2 separate regions of the Oryctolagus cuniculus genome follow, and region 2 is linked to region 1. A link is a contact called in public Micro-C data. All regions are on one chromosome and are shown on one strand. The core of a region is the stretch at or near the end of the contact, and the rest is flanking DNA. Distances in the headings are between cores, read along the strand shown.

Region 1 (5,756 bases), core at 857-3,356:
TTCTTTGCAGTAATATTCACATTTTTAAAGTGTGACACAAATATTTAAAAAGAATCAGAGTTTTAATTTGACAGAAAAATTAAGGAAGCATATCCTATATGTCCTGAAACCAAGCTGTTGATATACATAAGCATATTAACTTGCACCACAACAAATAAATAAATTTTAACAAAATATCTGGAGAACTTTAAAAAATATGTCTTACAGATTAATAAGAGCTCTCAAAAAACATTTCAGTTTTTTAACATTATGATGGGTGTGTGTGATCATTGAAAAGTTTTCTAAAAATTAAATTTTTTTTCCAGGTAACAGGATAGCCCTGGGGGTTTAGCGGCAGTGCTAGGCTCACCTGGCATCCTAGGCCAGAGGGAGTAAAATTGTGCTGCTCTGATACCCTATTAAGTTTTCAAACCAGGAAACATGTTCATCAGTCAGTACTCACACCTCATTTTCTTATTAGCAAAAATGGGGTTATTACTCTGAGTTTAAGAAGCTAAGATTTCTTTTTAACTCGTTTCATTTCCAGAAACTCTTATCTTTAACAGATCTCTACACTTCGCACTCTGCAGTTCCCAATCACTTGAGAAATTTTACTTTATAACCAGTTCATGATAAAACGGTTGTGTAAAGTTCATGCCACAAAATTAAAACTCTGTGTCCTTACCCTCAATGTTTAGCTCAAAACAAATGTGGCAGAAGGAGAGTGTTTCTTTGTCTGTTCCCAGTTTACAAACACTGCAGATGTTGTCATCATTTAGATCAATGTTTACAAACTGCTCCTCTTCGTTCATAGTGCCCCTGTTGGGAAACAGAAAAGAAAGTTATGTAATTCCAAGAATTTCTTACAACGGGCAATACTGAGAACTTCTAGGAAACGAGGATGCTGTTCTGTCTCTGTAAAGCGATGGCCCCACGACACCGGCATCGCCATACTTGCACTTCAACATCCTACTTTTACTGTGGAAAGACAGAGGAGTAAACTTTAAAGCCTGGCTAGAGGTCACTCTATGCCCAGGTCTAGACTCACTCTCTTTTTGGTCGCGTATTTCATCTGGTCTCGGGAACTGGACAGCAAGAGGTTTGCAAGTCCTAGTCCTCCTCCTCCTCCGCCCCCGATACAGACTTTGTGGCACAGAAGGGAGATTAGCAGCTAGGCCTTTTCAGCTGCTGATTGGGTCAACCAATTTAACGCTGTTATACCCGGGGGAGACGACTTGCTGGGGACACTGCTTTGCTAACTTCATGATGGGAACCTTAGGTGCGTTTCCCTGCCTCCACGTCGCTAGGCTTCCTAGCCGAGGTCGCGGCCGGAAAAAAGCACGTGGAAACGCCAACATCCCGGGAGAGTGGCCCGATCCCGTCCAAGGCACCCGCACCCAAGACCGAGCGACGGCTCCACGGTCCGGGGCGGTGTGAGTCGCGAGGTGCGCGAGCCCGAACGGCGGGAGCGCCGCATCCCCTAGCCCTGGGCTTTCTCCCACACAGGCAGGCGTCCGAGGAGTCCCGGCGGCCGGTCCGTCCGGCCGCAGCGTTTCGGGGAGCGGGTACTCGCCCGGTCTCCGGCGTTAGGGTCGCGCTCCTGCCTCAGAACCGCGTCCGTCAGTCCGTCCGTCGGGGCACTCTGAGCGCCACGACCACGAGGGGCAGCCGGGCTCAGAAGTCCACAGAGGCGGGGCCACGGGGCGGAACGAGGGCTGGACGCAGGCGGGGCGGGGGTCCGAGTGCGGGGTCTTTACCGTCCGGCTCCGCCGGCCGCCGCAGCCCTTCCGAGCGGCTCGGGCTCCTCCACTATTGTTTCCGGCCGCAGCGGAGGCGGCAGCAGCAGAGGCCGCCGCCGCGCGCCTGGCCCCGCCCTCTCCCGCCGGCGCCATCCCGTGAAGGCTTCGGGGAGGGTAGCGCAGCCGAGTGCAAAGTTGCCCGGTCTCTCGGAGGCTGCGGAGCCGCTCCGTAACCGCTTTCGTTTACGTCGCACCGTGCCTTCCGATTCTGGTGTGGTTCCCATCGTCTTGCCTGGGTCTCTTACCGGTCTGTGGCCCGCAGCTCCTCACAGCCCCCCCTCCCCTCAGCGCGAACATGGATGAGCCCGTTACCGCCTCCTCTTTCGGCGTAGTGGAAACTCCCGCCAGGGGAGGGGGCCGCCGCGGGGCGGGAGCCGGAAAGTGACGGGTGGGTGCGAGAAAGGGGCAGAGACGCGTGGGTAGGGCTTGCTTGGAAATCAGGAGACTGAGGCAAAATACTATCACTGAACTTCCAGGTGGGTGCCAGTTGACCTGTATCATGAGGGAAAAGTTCGTGTGCCAGGTGTCCTGATTTCGGCATACTTTAAAATACAGAAGCTGCATTTTTTTTTAATACGGACTTTTTTTTAAAAAAAGGGGGTGCCCTTCCCCCACGTATGGTACATTCCTTGCACGCCCGAGGTATAATGCTGGAGTCACACTTCTTATTTTTAGGTCCACTCCTCTCTTAAACTCTTTGCCTCACTTCTTAAGCCATTCTATCTCCATCTATCGGAATTTTTGTGTCTGTCGCTGTCTCGGTGACAGTTTACGCAGTACTTTCGCTTACGTTGCCTATTGTGATCCTCACTACAGGCTAGAGAGGAGAAACGGGAACTGTTCTGTCGTTTTGCAAGCTAGGACGGACTGCCCCGAGTTGTCACGGTTGGTGACAAACAGATCTGGGGCTTGAACCAAAGGCGCCTGACGAAAAGATCACTGTTATTTTCCATCCCATTGAAAGCACCTGTTCTGGTTACAGTCACAAATAGAAAAGGGGTTGGGTTGTCAGTCTACAGGATAGTATTCTGAACTAATGGTAGGAGTGGATTCTATATCTTTGAAATTCTGAGTCAGATTGTCACTTGATGTACACCATGGATGTCCCCAAAGAGTGATTTGTGTTCTTGCTACTTAAAAAAAAAAGTGTGGTAGATGGGCCAGCAACAGTGACGTCACCTGAAACTCTCAGAAATGTACAACCTCAGGTCGGTTTCAAGATTGCCTCAGAACCTGCAGTTAACAAGTGACTCCTATGCACATTAACATTTGAGATGCACTAACTGAGGTAGAAAAGTCTGTTTTTCTACATGGATTTCTCGTTCTAGGTATATATGACTAAAACATGTAGCATCTTGGATTCTACCCATCTTTTCCATAAAACGTGCTTTCTAGAATCACTAATGATTTCCTTGCCTTTTAAATGGTCAGAATTATTTATTGTGGCATTTTACACATTTTATTTGTATTCTTTGAAACTCTCCTTTTTGTTTTTTTTAGATTTATTTATTTATTTGAAAGGTACAGTTGGTGGGGGTAGGAGGGATGGGGCGGGGAGAGAGAAACAGATCTTCCATCCACTGGTTCTCTCCCCAAGTGACTGCAACAGCTAGGACTGTGCCAAGTCGAAGCCAGGAGCCAGGAACTCCATCTGGGTTCAGGGGCCCAGGGTCTTGGGCCATCTTCCACTGCTTTCCCAAGCACGTTAGCAAGGTGCTGGATCAGAAGTGGAGCAACCAGGATTCCAACTGGCATCAATGTGGGCTACAGACTGTGGCCTAATCAACTAGGCCACATCACCACCCCTCCCATTGTTTTTTAAATCAATGCCTCAAGGTATAATTTATAGAAAACTTTCTCATTTTAAAAGCACAGATCAATGAGTTTTAACAAATGTATGCACTTATATAAGGACCAACCCAACCAAGATATAGAATATTTTCACAATCCTCAAATCTTATTGATGCCCCTTCCCAGATAAACTTCCCTAACTTCTAGTGTAGTTTATATCACTAAAGGTTAGTTTTACCTGTTCTAAAAGTACATATACACAGAATTAATGTATGCGTTCTTTTGTAATTGACATCCTTTCAGCATGTTTTTAAGATTCATATTGATGTTTTATAACAGTAATTTTACGGTTTTACAATTTGTTTCTCTGTTTACTTGCTGGTGGAGACTAATTGTTTTCTAGATTTTCAACTAGAACTGCTGTGAACATTCATTTACACATCTTTTTGTATACTGATATCTTTCTCTTTTGTAAATACCTAAAATGGAATTGTTAGATCATATGGTAAGTATTTGTTTAATTTTGAAAGAAACTGCCAAACTGTCTTCCAGGGTGGGTTTCAAACCATTTGCTGTATTCTGAATGTTTGTGCCCTCAAAATTCAGGTACTGAAATGTTAATCCTCAAGCTGGTAGTAACAGGAAGAGAAATCCTCAGAGGTGATTAGGCCATTAAGGCTGAGATTAGTACCCTTCTAAAAGAGGCTTGAGGGAGCTACTGTGCACCTTCTGTCGTGTGGCAACAAAGTGCCATCAAGAAACAGAGAGCCCGCCCGTAACCAGACACTGAATCTGCTCATGCCCTTCTTGTGGGCTTTCCATCCTCCAGAATTGTGTGGACAATAAATTTGTGTTGTTTATAAATTTTCCCATCTAAGGAATTTGTCTACAGTGGCCAGAATGAACTAAGATGCTATTTACATATTTAGGATTATTAAGGTCTTCTTGATGAATTCACCTTTTTCTCATGGAAAAACCTATATTTTGTAATATTTCTTCTCCTGAAACCTACTTTCTCTGATATTAATATAGACACACTCTAAGTTTTATGATTGGTATTTCTCTTCTTTTTATTTTGACCCCTTGTGGGTCAAAAAGTTCACAGAAAAGGTGTATTATGAAAAAAATGATAATGATTTCAAATTTTTGCATCAAAATAGACTTGTCTTTTAATCCAATTTCCCTGAAGTTTCAGAATCTCACACATACACACACACACACACACACACATAATATATAGCAGTAGTATTTTGTGTTTTAAATTCAGTCTGGAAATCTGTCTTTTAATTGGCACATCTAACCCATTTATGCTTAATATAATCATCACTGTCATTGGATTTAAATCCATCATCTTGCTTTTTGTGCTATATGTTCTTATTCCATTTATCGTTTTATTTCCTCTTTAAATACTTTATTTATTTTTTTTGTATTTTTGTCTCATTATATCTACTTTATTAGCTACACTTTATGTGTATATAGGTATGTACATATGTATGTATCCATTTATTTTTAGATTGCTCTAGGGTTTACTAGATCTGTATTTAATAATGCTTATAAATAACACTTTGATAATATTTACATGTAAATAATACTTCATGTAAAATGTAAGAGACTTATAATAATATATTTCTGTTTACTCTGTTTGCATAATTACCATATTCAGACTCCAAATACGTTATTATTTTTCATTAATCAGCTATCTTTTGAGCAAATATGAAAAGAAAATATCTTTTTTATTAATGCATGTGTTCCTCATTTCTTTGTGCATATCCAGATTTTTATCTGCTTTCACTTTCCTTCATTTGAAGAACTTGTTTTATCATTTATTGTAGTGTACCTCTGCAGGTGACAATTTCTTCCAGCTTCTGTTCCTCTGAGAAAGTACTTCACTTTCATTTCTGAAGGCTGCACTGTGTAGATCTATGAGGGGCCTTAATAAAGTTCATGGAAAATGCATGTTATAAAAAACAAATTAACTGTGCTTTAAATTCGAAGTATTTTTTGCACCATAGTAAATTTATCTTTTAATTCCGTATTTCCATGAATGTTTTGAAGTACCATTGTAGAATTCTAGGAGGATATCCTTTTTTCCTTACAGCATTTTTTTTCTAAAGATTTATTTATTTACTTGAAAAGTGGAGTTTCAGAGAAAGGCAGAGACACACAGAGAGAGATCTTCCATGTGCT
Region 2 (5,756 bases), core at 1,549-4,048, 270 kb before region 1:
GCAAATAAAGTGTGTTATATAAATATAATGGAATATTATTTGGCAATTAAAAGGAATAAAGCACTCATACATGCTGCAACATGGGTGAACCTAAAATACATTATGTTAAGGGAAAGAAGGCAGTGACAAAACATCATTCATAAGCAATGTACAGTAAACCTGTATACACAAAAAGTAAAATGTAGTGACCTAGAGGTAGGAGGATTGTAGGTAAACAAAGGATGATGCTAATTAAGTACAAGGTTACTTTTTGAGGTAATGAAAATATTCTAAAATTGACTATGGTGATGGCTGTACAATTCTGTGAATATACTAAAACTATCTCAATGAAGCTGTTATACATAAAAAATTCAGTATTGGAGTTTCTGTAAGTACTCTTTCAGGGATAGGGATAAATTTACCTAAAGGTCAAAAAGGAGTTAGTGACTCTATCAAAACATATTTAAGAGAATAGAAATCCAGTTACCCATAGAAAAACTAAAAGAAACTTAAAATTTAGCTACATTTTGTAACTGCCTAAAACAAAACATAACAAAACAAAAAAAGACCTTTTTTAAAACAGAGGATCTCACTTATCATTGATTAATTTGTAAAGGCAAAAAAATGTTCTCCAGGGATTGTTTCAATATATATCTTTAGTCAACGAGCTCATTCATTTGACTGCTGTAAGTATCCTGGAGTTATTCAGATGCTGCATTTACTAAGCAACATCACCTTTTTTGGACCCAGTTATTAAATCTATACAGCTTTTGCTATGTTAAGTATAAAAACTGACTAACCTAGCAATCAACAGTTTGTGTTCCCACACATTCAAAAAACAAAGCTGTTAGCTTTCCTTTTTTTCACCCCTCAAACTGCTCTTTAACTTTCTCTTCACGTGATTACTCCGTGTTTGAACAAAGGACTTCAGTGTGAAATAAATTCTATATAGTTATCTGAGAGCTGTGCTGGCAGCCACAGTCAACCTGATCCTGGATGGGGAGACACCCAAACCTTCCTCCTGGAACCCTAGAATGCCAAATACTCCATCTATGACTAGCTACCAGTTACTGCACACAGGTTCGCACACACAGCTCCAACCCACTACATCTGCTGGACAACCTCTTCCCTAAAAATGTGAGCCATTTCTACTTTATAAAGCTGCATTTATACTCTACCACGTTATGATGGAGGTTGGGAACCACTGCAATTTAATACATGGTTTGGGAAGAAAGTTGCTGAGAGAACTACATTAGCCTCCACCCTATCAAAAAGAAAAAATAGAAAGAAAAAAAAACACTAGGAACCATATTAAAGAAATATACTGAATCCCATACTAGATCATTCTCTAATTTCATTAAATTTGCCAACTATGTGCTACATATAGGAGTTTTGGGTTTTCCTTTTGTTTGCTCAGTTTCATATCAAAATATAAAAAAGAAAGAAAGGAAAGAACCACTTAGTGGTTGCTTTTAGTTGTAACACAAGATGAGTCATACGGACTTTATTTATTTATTTTTTCTGTTTGCAAGAATGATGACTGGGAAAGCTGAAAAATAAACCCAGCCCCACCAGTATTCCAGGATATCAAAAAATAAAAGAGGAAGCGTTAAAAAGCCAGAGGTCAACCTGAAGCAAGCGGAGCCAAGAAGACATTAGACATCTTGATTTAGAGTAACTGGCCGCAATCCCTCCACCCACACTCACAGCAAAAAGCTCCCATTTTAAATATTGTACGATGACGTCATCCTGGGACGTCGTCACCGCGGCGGCGGCGGCTCCTCAAGTTCTACTTTGTTCCACAAGCTCCCCTGCGTGGAGAAAACCCAAAGGAAAACCAAGCCGGGCTTTCCAGGATTGTATAACTTTGTACTTTTCCCTCCCTCATACGGACAAGACAATGGCAACCGCTTCCAGAGCCGAGTGCTTCTCATGCTGGACGTCCCCAAGGCTGAGGGAGCGGGGGGCATGGCCCGCGCCGGTGAGGAGCCCTTGACCAGCCTCAGCGCTACAAGGCGGGCTCCAGAATTTTCCAAGGGGCCGGGAGTCTGACTTTGTGAAGCCTTCAAAAGCTGCTGCTAAGCCCTCCCGCTGGGGTCTGAAGGGAGCGAGGTGAGCAGGCATCACACATCTCCACCCACTCCTGAGGAAAGAAGGGCCGGCGAGCTGCGCCCAACTTCTGCAATCGCGGTTCTCCCCCAAGTTCAGGGGCGAGGGGCCACGGGGAGTCCAGTTCCCTGCCTCCTCCCCACACAACAACCCCGGCGGGCCCCGGCCGGGTTCGACGATCGGGGCTCCCCTGAGGCGCGACCCTCCTGAAAAGCAAGCGGGGTCCAGGGTTCCGGAAAACACAGCAACGCCAAGGGGTCTGGCGGAAAGGGAAAAGGCGCAGGTCTGTCGCCCACCCTGAGGCGGAAGGGAACGCGCGGTGGAAACGTGGCAGGAGCCTCGGGGCGGCGTCTGCCCCTCGGCGGCCCGCCGCGGGTCCCGCCGCCATCCTCGCGGGCGACCTCCTCAGCCTCGGCTTGGCGCCGGGCCGGAGCCCCGGGACTCCGGTTCGATCCCGCCCCGCTCCCCTTTCCTCGGCGAGCCTCGACGTGGCCTCTGGCACGCCCGGACCACCCTCCCCCGCGATGCCCTCAGCCCCGCCATGTCCTCCGACCCCCAATCCCGTCTCCTCACCGCCGCCGCCGCCGCCGCCGCTCTGGGCTCGCAGATGCGTCTGCTTGGACCGTGTCCGGCCAAGGAACCGAGGGAGCCGCCTCAGATGGCCCGCGCTCGGCGACAGGGAGCTCAGAGAGCCTCGTCCGGCGCGTGCAGCTCCCGCGTCGTCGGGCGGCCAGGCGCGCGCTGAGAGAACTGGCTGGCGGGCCGGCGGGAGAGCGCGCGCACGAGCGAGCGCGGTCCTGAGGCGGCGCGCGGGGGGCTCGCGGCCCGGAAGAGGGGAGGGGCGATGACCCGGGAAAGGGTTGGCGCCGCGTGGGACCGGCTGGCGCGCCCCGCGGGAGGGGTGGGGGAGGAGCAAGGGGCGGGGCCTAGCCGCGAGCCCGCCCGGAGCCGCGGGCCGCGCGCGAGGTACCTTCGGCGGGGACACGCGCCGCGCGCAGACCCTCGGACTCGAGGTCCTCTGCGCGAGTGGTTTCCCTTTACGCCAGAGAGCGGCGCTGCGGGCCCCGTGGCCCTCGCCCGGCTGCCCCACCTGCTGCAGCACCTTCCAGCACTTCAGGGGGTCGCGAGGGCCGTACCCCCTAGGTTGCCCCTGCTTCTGCTCCCGCCCTGTGGGCTCTCCTTGGCGCGCTGCGTCCCGAAACCTCTGGCCGGGAGGGCGAGTTCTAGACCTGGGCTCCAGACCTGGGCTTCGCAGCGAGGCACGGACCAGACAGGAAGGGGAAGGAGCCCTAGCCTTCGTGCTGTGGTAATTAGCGCCGCGTCCACCGTGCAGTCGCCCGCCTGTGTTCTAGGTAGTTTGTTTGGAACTCTTCGTTGCGCCCTTCCCTGGCTGCGGGCGCTCCCTCGGAGCCGGGACTGCCTCCCGTGGCGGGCTGTTTCCCGACCTGGCACTGGCTACCAAGTCTTACCCAGAGGAGAGGCTCCGGGGATGGCAGCCCAGTGAATGAAGCCTTGAGTCCTGGCGTTCCATTTCTGAAACACTTCCACTCAAGGACTTCCCAGATGCAAAGCTTAATCCTTGAGCAAATACAAATATGGAACAGGACCATTAACTTCGTGGAGAAAAGAAGGAACAGCTTCCCAGCCTTTTATATTGAATTGGCACCATGGTATTAGTTTTGTGAAAGCACTTTAATGCATTAAACATCGGATTGGCACCTTGATCTTGAACTCCGGCTTCCAGAACCGTGTTCGTTGTTTAAGCCAGACTATTGTATTCAGTTAATTACAAAATATCGCTACTTTTTAATCGAAGAAAGGCTCTAAAATGTGTTGTAAATTATTGAAAAGCTAATTATTCAAGTTGCATACTGGCCACATTCCTTACTGCCCATGTGACCTGAAAAGTTTTATGAATGTTCTACATTTTTATTACTGACGGTGCTATAGCTTCTTGTCAGTTCAAGACAGTTTTTGTTTTTAACAGTTATAAACATACAATCTCCAAACCAGTAAAATAAATATTTGTATAATTGAAAAAAAAAAATACTAGGGATGGGGCTACTTGCTGGACAATTTAAAGAAAATACTGATATTTATGTCTTGGACTATTCTTGGAGATGAGAGGGTGTTTTCATTTTCAACGCATAATTATCTGGTTGAAGTTTCACTCTGCAGCTTTATAAATACTCGTCATTTCTCCAGAAATGTCTATACTTGGAATTAATATTTTGTGTAATATTTATAAATCAGTGACTCTCAGATCCAGTGTTTGAAGTGTCATGTTAAACACAGGCAAGAAATTGAAACCTAAATGTGAAAAATTTTGTTAGGTGGTCCTTGTGAAACACACTGTACATAAGAAAAAATATATCTTTACCACTTCTCATTGCTCTCTCATCCACTTTGTCTCACACACAGTAGCTGTGTTTATGCCTCTTTCCTTACTCTTCTTCAGGCATGACTGTGTGCTTCAGATCTTTTGTCCCAGCTCTTTTCTCCTAAACTGGAATCAGAAAATCCCAAAAGAATTGGTATAGCAAGGCAGTGCTTCTCTTCAGCGGCTGGGAGATGGGAGCTGCTATGGACTGATGTGTTCCCCCAAATTCATATGTTGAACACAAAATCACCAAAATGATGACATTTGGATATGAGACCTTTAGAAGGTGATGAATAGTGACGGCTGTGCCTCATGAATGAGATTACCCCCATTGTAAGAAGAGACAGAGAGAAATGATCACTCTTTCTGCTCTGTCAAGTGAGGATACAAGAAGACAGACAACAAATTTGGAAGCCTCACCAGCCATGGGATCTGCAGATACCTTGGTTTTGAACTTTGAGGCTCCAGAACTGTAAGGAATATTTCTGTTGTTTAAGCCGCCCAGTCTATAGTATTCTGTTACCAGTCCAGACAGGAACATTACTGATATAACTACATATTAACATGTATTTCTCTTTCAAGCTTTTAATGTCCACTAACATTGTGTATTAATGGGTAGAGTTTCCTTTCAGCATAAGTGTTGTTGTTCTTTTTTTTTAATAAACCACTCTGATAGGCCTGGGACTTTACACATCCCATGGTTATATCCCTAAGTCACAGAGAACATGACTCACACTCAACCAACAAAATCTGTAAATAGCTTTCAGGATCTTATTTCCACTAAATAACTGTAGAACTCTTTAGAATCTGTTATTCCTGTGAGCTTGAGTAGTTCAGTATTAAAAAAAAAAACTGTCTCAGATACCATCTTCTCAATCTACTTGTCAAGTTTGAATCTGACTACAAAACAATCACTTTTATAGTGGACAGAGAGGGTTCTTTAATGTTATGTAATGTCAGGGAAAAGAGCAGATGTTGGCAATTGGAAGTCCAGCGAGTGGGATCTCAGGGCTTGTGATGCCAGCATCTCATATGAGCACTGATTTGAGTCCTACTTGCCCCACTTCAGAACCAGCATCTGGGAAACCAGTGGAAAATGGCCCAAATACTTGGGCACCTGCCACTCATGTAGGAGACTCAGATGGAGTTCTAGGCTCCTGACTTCAGCCTAGCCCAGCTCCAGCCATTGCTGGCCACTTGTGGAGTAAACTAGCAGATGGAAGACTCTCTCCCTCCCTCCCTCCCTCCCTCCCTCCCTCTCTTTCCTCCTCTACCCCCATCTGTCTGT

What was found. A called contact is a pair of places that touch in the nucleus more often than the background predicts.
Region 2: a Micro-C map of ear pinna shows a contact between it and region 1, with 5 times the contacts expected there. The contact joins the promoter of BTG3 here to the promoter of C4H21orf91 in region 1. A contact is called at or near these places in 2 of 6 Hi-C or Micro-C datasets (ear pinna and psoas muscle).

Annotation. Positions count from the first base shown.
Region 1 is chr4:29,122,206-29,127,961 of mOryCun1.1, reverse strand. It overlaps C4H21orf91 (chromosome 4 C21orf91 homolog), which reads right to left and starts at 2,106. Exons shown (of 5, transcript XM_008267139.4): 1 at 1,737-2,106; 2 at 665-798. The coding sequence starts at 2,002.
Region 2 is chr4:29,390,532-29,396,287 of mOryCun1.1, reverse strand. BTG3 (BTG anti-proliferation factor 3) reads right to left here and starts at 2,798. Exons shown (of 5, transcript XM_002716768.5): 1 at 2,662-2,798.